2 separate regions of the Mus musculus genome follow, and region 2 is linked to region 1. The links are chromatin contacts, called in public promoter capture Hi-C maps. All regions are on one chromosome and are shown on one strand. Each heading gives the region's core, a stretch centred on a gene start, on an enhancer-like site or on the middle of the called end of the contact. The rest is flanking DNA. Distances are from core to core; before and after follow the strand shown. Region 1 overlaps Nat10 (N-acetyltransferase 10). Region 2 has its middle 35 kb from the start of 4930547E08Rik.

Region 1 (4,233 bases), core at 705-3,204:
CCTTCCTTCCTAAAATGCACTTTAGTTCACATTGTCCCAAAAAACATCAACTTCACAAAAAAACCACATATATCCGGAGTGCAGGATAGCCTGGCCTTCTGGTAGGGTGACAAGGTGGCAGGGAGAGTGTGGGTTCAAAGTGTAGCAGTCTGCTTGCTAACAATACAGCCACATTGCTCGCCTCGGCCTGCAGAGTGAGGATGGGCCACCATTAGCTCTGCCAGGGCTAAAGGCACAAAGCTACTTCCAAGGACTCATCTAAGGGCCCAGCACCAACAGCTCCACTGTCCTCCCTTGTCCCCCATGGAGTCCCAGGTGACCTACCGACTGGGCAGCCGACAGGGACAGGTCTCCTAGCTGGTTCAGGAAGTACAAGCGGGAAATGGCTGGGATAAGATCCATGATGAGGTGGTAATCGACCATGTTCCGAGAGTACATCTCTAGACGCTTCAGGTCATAGGGAAGGAAAAGTGCCTCCAGATGCTCCCGGCCTAGGGCTGTGCATGCAACAAGAGCCCACCAGTCAGGGCAGTCTGCAGCCCTCACAGGATAGGACGCAGCACACAAGGCCAACCAGGAAGGGGCTGGACGGCTCAGCAGTTAAGTGCACTCGCTGCTCTTGCAGAAAACCCAGAACCCACATGTGATAATTCACAACCAACAATAACTCAACTTCCAGAGACTCTGACGCCCTCTGACCGCCACAGGCACCAGGTACAAATGCACACATGCAGACAAAATAAGGCACACATAAGTCTCTAAGTAAATGTGGTAAGATGCCTTGCTACCAATAACATAATCCCAGGCTGGTAGTTCAGACAACCACCAATATGCTGGGTCCAAGAAAGATCCTCGTGCCCTAACGTTCTAAGGACACACCTCCACTCTCCCCATTTGTCACTCTTTCTCCAGGGTCACCTTACATGCTCTGCCCAGGTCAAAGAACCCAGATTTTCCCATCAAAATACAACCCACAAGACATAATATACACATAAGAACGTGTGCATAGCCACAGATATACACATAAAAATATATATAAATGTAACTGTTAATAGAACAAAATGACTGCTCATGACCTCCTATGCAATTTTTAAAATTTTCATCCAACTAAACAATGATTCTATGCTTTCTAGATTTATAAAGCTATATAGCTTTATAGTTATATAGTTCTTCTATATACCAGTCAGAAGGCTGAGACATATTCTTGGTGCTATTTCATAAATACTCGAACACAGAGCCCCGAGACTGAGCTAGTTCCCCTCAGAGCCCAGGTTCCATAGCTAACCACTGTGTGAACCTGTCTTACACCTGAAATCCAGGCACAGCCTGGGCAGGAGAGAGGCTTGGGGAACAGCAGGCAGCATGGAGACTGTGGACTAGAGCAGCCCTCAGCTCCTGGGTGACAGCTCACCTGGCAGGGCTGACTTGGCTACGTTCCTGTTCTGAATGATGTTCAGAGACAGGGCAGGAGAGAAGGTGCTGAACTGGTATGACAGCAAGGCCAGGAACCGTCTTCGGAAATCTGCAGGGCACAGAAAGGCAGTTAGCAATCTGCAGGTGCCCTGGCCTGTCACCTCACTGTCCCCTCTCCACTCGTCTGGCGTTTACCTTTCCAAAATGCTGCCAGCCAAGCTCCCTGCTCAGCCTCATCCTCATCGGCCAGCGTCTTCAGCATAATGCACGAGTGTTCCCCAGTCAGGTCGTTCTAGGGGACACACATTATTGCTTGGAACCAATGTCATGGTGCTCCCACCCTGCCCCCATGGGCTCGCATGGTAGGCAGCCGCCTAAGAGGCCACGGGATTGGAGCAGGCCCAGCAGGAGTTTAGGTAAGGCCTGATTTCTGCTCCGCACCCACTCCTTTCACTGAAGTCAAGGCCATGAAGGCAGGCTTCAATCCCTCACCCTGTCAGTGAACTTTGTTCCTTATAAAGCAGAAACTTCCCAGCAAACTCAGACGCCCAGCTGGCAGCCGGTATGTTTATACATGCTTTGTGTAAGAGACAGTCTTGCTCAGACTCTGGATGCTTCAAGCTTCACTAGGGGCTGACATGGTGCAAGATTACAGAGTTTTGGACCTTTTACTACATAAGTTCTCAGAACTGCATGGCAGCATCTAACGGCAACGACAGGTCAGAGCAAGCAGGTCAAGGGACAAGGACAAAGGTCAAAGGGACAAGGTCAAAGGATGCCTATGGCCTGTTTGTGGCTCACAGATTTACGTCCTCCCTGCAAGCAACTGCTGAGCGCATCTGTCTATCTAGATAAGTATGCCGACAGGCACGAGCCCATCTCCACTCCCTGCCAGCCCGCACGGGAGTCTCCATGTCACATGCCAGACTTCAAATGGACATTCACCACCAAACTTGAATACCAGATTTGCATTCTCCAAAAGACACATGTGCTTGCCCGCTTCAGCACTGTGGGCCTTGAAAACAGAAGTGACTGGACATCTTCACTCTCTTACTGCTGCACTCACACTCCCCATGACCCTCCTGGAGTGAGGGATGAGTTGCTAGCAAACCTCGAAATCCTGGGTTTCAGTGTCCTGACCCCACAAGGCCTGCCCTCGCAGTCAGCCCTCTCTTCCTGCATTCCCTGTCTCTACAGTGAACAAAGGCCAAGACTCTTCTACCCAACATGTCCTCCCCATGCACACGCCACAGCTACCCTGCTCTCTGCTCGCTTCCCCTCTGGGAAACAATGTCTACTCATGCCTATATCCCCACCTCCCATTATCACCAACTGTAACAAGCCCTACTCCATTCTGAGCACCAGTCCTGGCAAATCCAGTAGCCACCTGTCCTCCTGCTCTATGTGATGTCAGCAGCATCTAAGTATGCATCTATTCACCAAGTACATACAACCTGGAGATGCCAAGTGCCGCAGAGCAGGAGTGAACGTCAGTAGTAGTTATGCTGAGTACCCAGGGTGATCATCACTGGACTATTAGGGTCCTGTTTGAAACCCACCAAGAAACCTCTCCTATGTTTTGTTATGTGGTGAACTAGACAGCTTGAAAGTTCCATTTAAGAATGAGAATGCTGGGCTGGAGAGGTGGCTCAGAGGTTAAGAGCACTGTTTGCTCTTCCAGAGGTCCTGAGTTCAAATCCCAGCAATCACATGGTGGCTATCTGTAACAGGAGCTGATGCCCTCTTCTGGTGTGCAGACATAAATGCAGACAGAACACTGTATACATAATAAATAAGTAAATATATCTTTAAAAATATTTTTAAAAAGTGAGAATGCTGTGGCATTCTCTCCAAGCTCCATCTGTCTCTATCCCTGACCACTTTCTTCAGTTCTGGCCCCTTCCAGTCATCTGGTTTAGGTTTAAGCTGCAGGATAGGCCACTATGCTACAACCAGCATTTGCCACCATGAGGAGCAGTGTTCCTCACTGCTTGCTGCTTTTACCTGTTAGAAAACAAGCTTCAGGCTTCCCCATGCACTGGCTGTTTCCCACAGACACTAACTGCATTCCAGGAACTCACCGCTGTTTCTCACCCTCCCAATCATCTGCTGCCCACCTCTCTCCTTCAGAAACCATTAACACTCAGTTCTGTTATACACACTTAGGGAACTCCAGCCTGCAGGACTGAATCTACAATCTGACAAATCAGTCCGTGTGTGTACCCCTGCCACGTGAAAATGGAGCACAAAGCCACAGATGCACCAGACCTGCCAAGGTCAGGAAGGAATCACTCTGTACCAACCCGCCTCTGAACAAGCAACACCTTAACAAATACAGAAGCACCTGCCCAGGGCACAGCGAGGAGGAGCCAAGACAACTAGAGGAGGAGGTGCCAACTGCAAACACAAACCCAACCCCTCCTCTACCCCAAGCCTCACTTACTGGGGTCTGTCTCAAATAGACAGGAACAAATCCAGCTCGTTTCCAGAACCTACAAAAGGGGGGTAGAGGGGGTGGTCACCATTTATGACTCCTGGAAGTTGAGAAATAAAGGCAGAAGGGACAGGAGGAGGGACAGGAGGAGGGACAGATGGAGGAGGCAGCAGACAATGACAGAGACCCCAGCTGCAAAGGAAGACACCACCCACAGAACTGTCGTCTTCCACTGAAGTGGGCTGGCTCCAGAGGACAGGCAGGCACTTACTTGAGAAGCCTGGGGGTCAGCCCATAGGAAACCCCCAGGTAATCCAGGCGCTCTGCAGGCCTCTCATTCAACTTGAGGAGCAAGGGGGGCAGATCCTTCCGGGGAGTAATAACTT
Region 2 (4,252 bases), core at 1,054-3,553, 120 kb after region 1:
AGTGCTCTTAACCGCTGAGCGATCTCTCCAGCCTGTCAACCCATTTATTGAAGGCTAGGCGAATCTCAGATAGGGCTTCTACTGGCCTTTCAGTTCCAGTCCGATGGCCGACTTCACTGTGACTTCAGAGGTAGTGTTGTAGGTCCAGGCCCCAGCGGCCACTGTTTTCATGCAGGAACCACAGTGCCAGATGCTGACGGCTCGTCTGTCTCTTCATCTTCGTCTTGCTGCAGAAGGAACAAGTGTACTTGGCTTGCTGGCTGATTTCAATTTTCTTCACCATTTTCTGGAGGGAAGCACCATAACGGGTCCCGTATTTCCTGATGATCCCGATCTTCTTGGTCGAAGCCCATGCCCAAGCCTGAAGAGTCCTTTCTTATTTTTAAAAATAATTTATTTTTATGTCCACTGGTGGGTTTGCCTGCACGTATATCTGTGTGAGGGTGTCAGATCCCCTGGAACAGGAGTCACAGACAGCTGTGAGCTGCAATGTAGGTGCTGGGAATTGAACCTGGGTCCCCTGGAAGAGCAGCCAGTGCTCTTAACTGTTGAACCATCTCTCCTATCCTTACTCCCCCTCCCCTTCTCCTTCTCCCTTCCACTCTTTCTCTTCCTCTTCTTTTTGGAGACAGGGTCTCAGTTTGTAGCATTTGCTGTCCTGGAGCTTGATAAGTAGGCCAGGTTGGCCTTGGACTTGTAGCGATCCGCTGCCCTCCTCCTCCAGAGTGTTGATATTAAGGGTGTGCAGCCCTACCCATGACCTTTTTCTCACTGTTTTGTATAAGATAAGAGTTTTAGCTTGCCAATATAATTTCTTCATTGATCTGTAAATCCCACTGAAGTTTTCCATTTCTTTTTCTAATCTCTCTCCCAAGTACTGGGGTCACAGACATGCAACAGCATGCCCGTTATCTGGGGCACTAGGGATTGAACCTAGGACTTTGGGCATGATAGGCAAACACTTTACCAGCCAAATCTCCAGCCTGTGTGAAAAATTTGAGTTTTCCTCTGTTACCCTCTTTGAAATAAGTTGTTTTTTTTCTTTGCTTTGTTTTGTTTTGTTTTGTATTGTTTTGTTTGTTTGTTTTTAAATTCTGACTCTCTTCTTTACTGGCTTTCACATAGATAGCCACTAATCTATCTTACCCAAAAATTTGTTTTTTATTGCTAGAATCTTGCTGTCTTGCCCAAGCTTGTCTATATGAGCCTAAGATGGCTTCAAACCAAGATCCTTTGGACCCAGGCCCCTGAGTGCTGGGATTTGGGATTATAAACATAGATAACTATATCCAGACTATATTCCATCTTTACTCTTACATTGGCTACTTCATAAATGTGCAAGTTTCTTAACCAATTTTTTCCAATTTTTTATTAGGTATTTTCTTCATTTACATTTCAAATGCTATCCCCTATACCCTCCCCACTACTGCTCCCCTACCCACCCACTCCCACTTCTTGGCCCTGGTGTTCCCCTGTACTGGGGCATATAAAGTTTGTAAGACCAAGGGGCCTCTCTGCCCAATAATGGCCGACTAGGCCATCTTCTGCTACATATGCAGCTAGAGACACGAGCTCTGGGGGTACTGGTTAGTGCATATTGTTCCACCTATAGGGTTGCAGATCCCTTTAGCTGCTTGGGTGCTTTCTCTAGCTCCTCCATTGGGGGCCCTGTGTTCCATCCAATAGCTGACTGTGAGCATCCACTTCTGTGTTTGCCAGGCACTGGCATAGCCTCACAAGAGACAGCTATATCGCTGGGTGGTGGTGGCCCATGCCTTTAATCCCAGCACTTGGGAGGCAGAGGCAGGCGAATTTCTGAGTTCGAGGCCAGCCTGGACTACAGAGTGAGTTCTAGGACAGCCAGGGCTACACAGAGAAACCCTGTCTCAAAAAACCAAAATAAGAGAGAGAGAGAGAGAGAGAGAGAGACAGACAGACAGACAGAGAGACAGCTATATCAGGGTCCTTTCAGCAAAATCTTGCTGGCCTATGCAATAGTGTCTGTCTTAACCAAATTTAATGTTAGCAAACAGCATTATCTTCCTTAAAGCATAATAAAGGCCTTAAAACTCTTCAACTGCAATCACCTTTTCTCAAGTATTTGTTGCTTAGTATTATCACTTTGTTGCAGTGGTGGTTTTGTTTGTTTGTTTTTGAGACAGGGTTGCTCTATGTAACCCTGGCTGTCTTGGAACTCACTCTGTAGACCTGGCTGGCCTCAAACTCAAAGATCCCAGCGGTGGGATCAAAGATGTGGGCCACCATGTCCAGGCTCTCCCTGACACTATTATTTCTAATTTATAAACAACTTTGAGCCACAAAGAGCGGTGTATCCTCAAAGCCTCCCTCAATAGTCAGCTGGTTTTGCTCTTACGTCTGTTGTGTCCTGAACATTAACTCTTTGTGTACTGTGTTAGTCGAGTGCTTGGACACTTCCTGAAGGCTGATAGCCTTTTGCTGATACTGTTGGCTCTTGACTGACAGGTTGGGAGCACCAATGGCGGCCAGTGCCCTATGGGGGTGGGGGTGGGTTCCTGCCCCCAGGGCAGGGTCCTACTCCCTGTTAGATTGCTATGCAGGCTCCTGAAGATGCAATATGCAGGTACATTTCCTGCAGAATTGCTGTAGCTCCTGCTGTCCTTTGGTCTGTGCATAGCTGAGTCTGGGGAAGGGGCATTTGATAAGGGCAGCTGCAGAGGCTGGGCGAGAGTCCTGGTCTGCATGGAGATTGAGTGCTCTGTATAGACTTGGATGTGTTTCTCACAGGACTCTCACCTGTTTATTACATTCCCTTTTTTAGAAGCATTTGAGTAAGTTGCAGTAAATGGATGATGTCATCCTTGAGGTTTCATATTTGAAATTTCAGCCCACATTGTCTGCCTGCCTGTGTGGTCTTTGATTTGGGCTGGTTTTATGGCTAAGGTTGGGACTGAAAGCATATAGATTTCTAGCCTGCTGCTTCAGCCTTCCAATCATGTCTCTCACTAATAAGGCTGAGCTCCCAAGGGAAGTAGTTTGTGGGTAGCTTCCACCACCTATTGGTATCCTAAGAAAACTAACAAGGCCCACTGGAGGCGAAGAGTATCAAAGTGCCATCTCTGATCCTGAAAGCAAGCCCAGTTCTCAGGTGGGGAACAAAGGGTACATTGGAGGATGGAATGATGGTGGGGTGGCTCGGCTAAACAAACACTCCTGCACCAGCGGTCATTGCCTCCTCATGCAAAGGGAGGACCAGTAGGGAAAATAGCACAGACTACACCAAGCAGGTAAGAGATGAGAGAGGGAAATATGTAGTTCAAAAGCTCCGGGGAAACCATGTGGCCTTCTGCTGATGCTAAAAAGCAACTCTGTAGTAAATGGAACACAGCAACCATCAACTTCTCTTCCCCTCCTCACTTTAAAAACATGGTGGCACACACCTTTAATCCCAGCACTCAGGAGGCAGAGGCAGGCAGGTCTCTGAGTTCCAGGCCAGCCTGGTCTACAGAGTGAGTTCCAGGACAGTCAGGGTATACAGAGATTCTTTATTGGATACAGCCAATAAAGGTCTGCTGGCCTTGATTCCAGAATGTAGGAGGCAGAGGCAAGTGGATCTCTCTGAGCTTAAGGGTAGCCTGGTTGTCATAGCAAGCTCCAGGCCAGCCAAGGATACAAACAAGTAAACCTCACAACATTGTAAGTGGATCTGAGGCCAGGTTGGCTTTGGTATCACTCTGTATTGATTTAAAGTGGGTTGAAATTTGTAATCAAGTGGTTCAAAGGCTAAAAGTGTGTTGCAAGCTATTTGTACCAGGTCATCCTCCTCCACCCTGCCCCTCTGAACCAGCGAGAAGGACAAATCTCACTCCTTAAATTTGTTGTGGAGTTCTGCAAGAAACACAGTTGATACTGTTTTAAAAATAGGATGCCTATGCTCTCTCACAAGTCTGTCTGGAACATTTTGTGGTAATCACTTTCAAGGACTATAGACTGTTGCATGATATTTGATCATACTGTGAACCCAGAGGTTGTTGTTATTTACTGGAAAAAAAAAAAAAAGACCTGTTTCTAGTTGTGGCAAGGTTCAGCCCTTAGCACACACCTTTAATCCTGCCCCCGCCCCCACCCCCAGCTAGAATATACACACACACACATCCTTAGTACACACCTTTAATGACAAATAATGAAGTTAAAGTTAGTTTGTAGAAGGAAGCATCCAGTGATGTCTAATTGAGTGGCAGACAAAGTGACAAATCAGAGAAAGATTTGACAG

Evidence for each region. Capture Hi-C pulls out chosen DNA fragments and counts their contacts.
Region 2: a contact with region 1 is called in a promoter capture Hi-C map of liver. The contact joins two enhancer-like sites. A contact is called at or near these places in 9 of 39 promoter capture datasets (the C10 cell line, the HPC-7 cell line, cranial neural crest and 5 more), 8 of 484 Hi-C or Micro-C datasets (B cells, embryonic stem cells, liver and 3 more), 2 of 115 datasets of contacts at active chromatin or transcription factors (both in embryonic stem cells) and 4 of 9 other capture datasets (adipose tissue, embryonic stem cells, liver and 1 more).

What each region holds. Positions count from the first base shown.
Region 1 is chr2:103,726,392-103,730,624 of GRCm38.p6, forward strand. It overlaps Nat10 (N-acetyltransferase 10), which reads right to left. Exons shown (of 29, transcript NM_153126.3): 20 at 4,119-4,233; 21 at 3,857-3,905; 22 at 1,609-1,705; 23 at 1,412-1,522; 24 at 325-497. Among named protein-coding and RNA genes, the nearest start is that of Nat10, 33 kb to the right of the region's middle. Within about 2 kb of position 1,955, at least 4 of the 459 cell types and tissues checked have an H3K27ac peak or open chromatin away from gene starts, as enhancers often do. A contact at or near this core is called in liver, where this site is marked.
Region 2 is chr2:103,843,313-103,847,564 of GRCm38.p6, forward strand. No RefSeq gene overlaps it. Among named protein-coding and RNA genes, the nearest start is that of 4930547E08Rik, 35 kb to the left of the region's middle. Within about 2 kb of position 2,304, at least 3 of the 459 cell types and tissues checked have an H3K27ac peak or open chromatin away from gene starts, as enhancers often do. A contact at or near this core is called in liver, where this site is marked.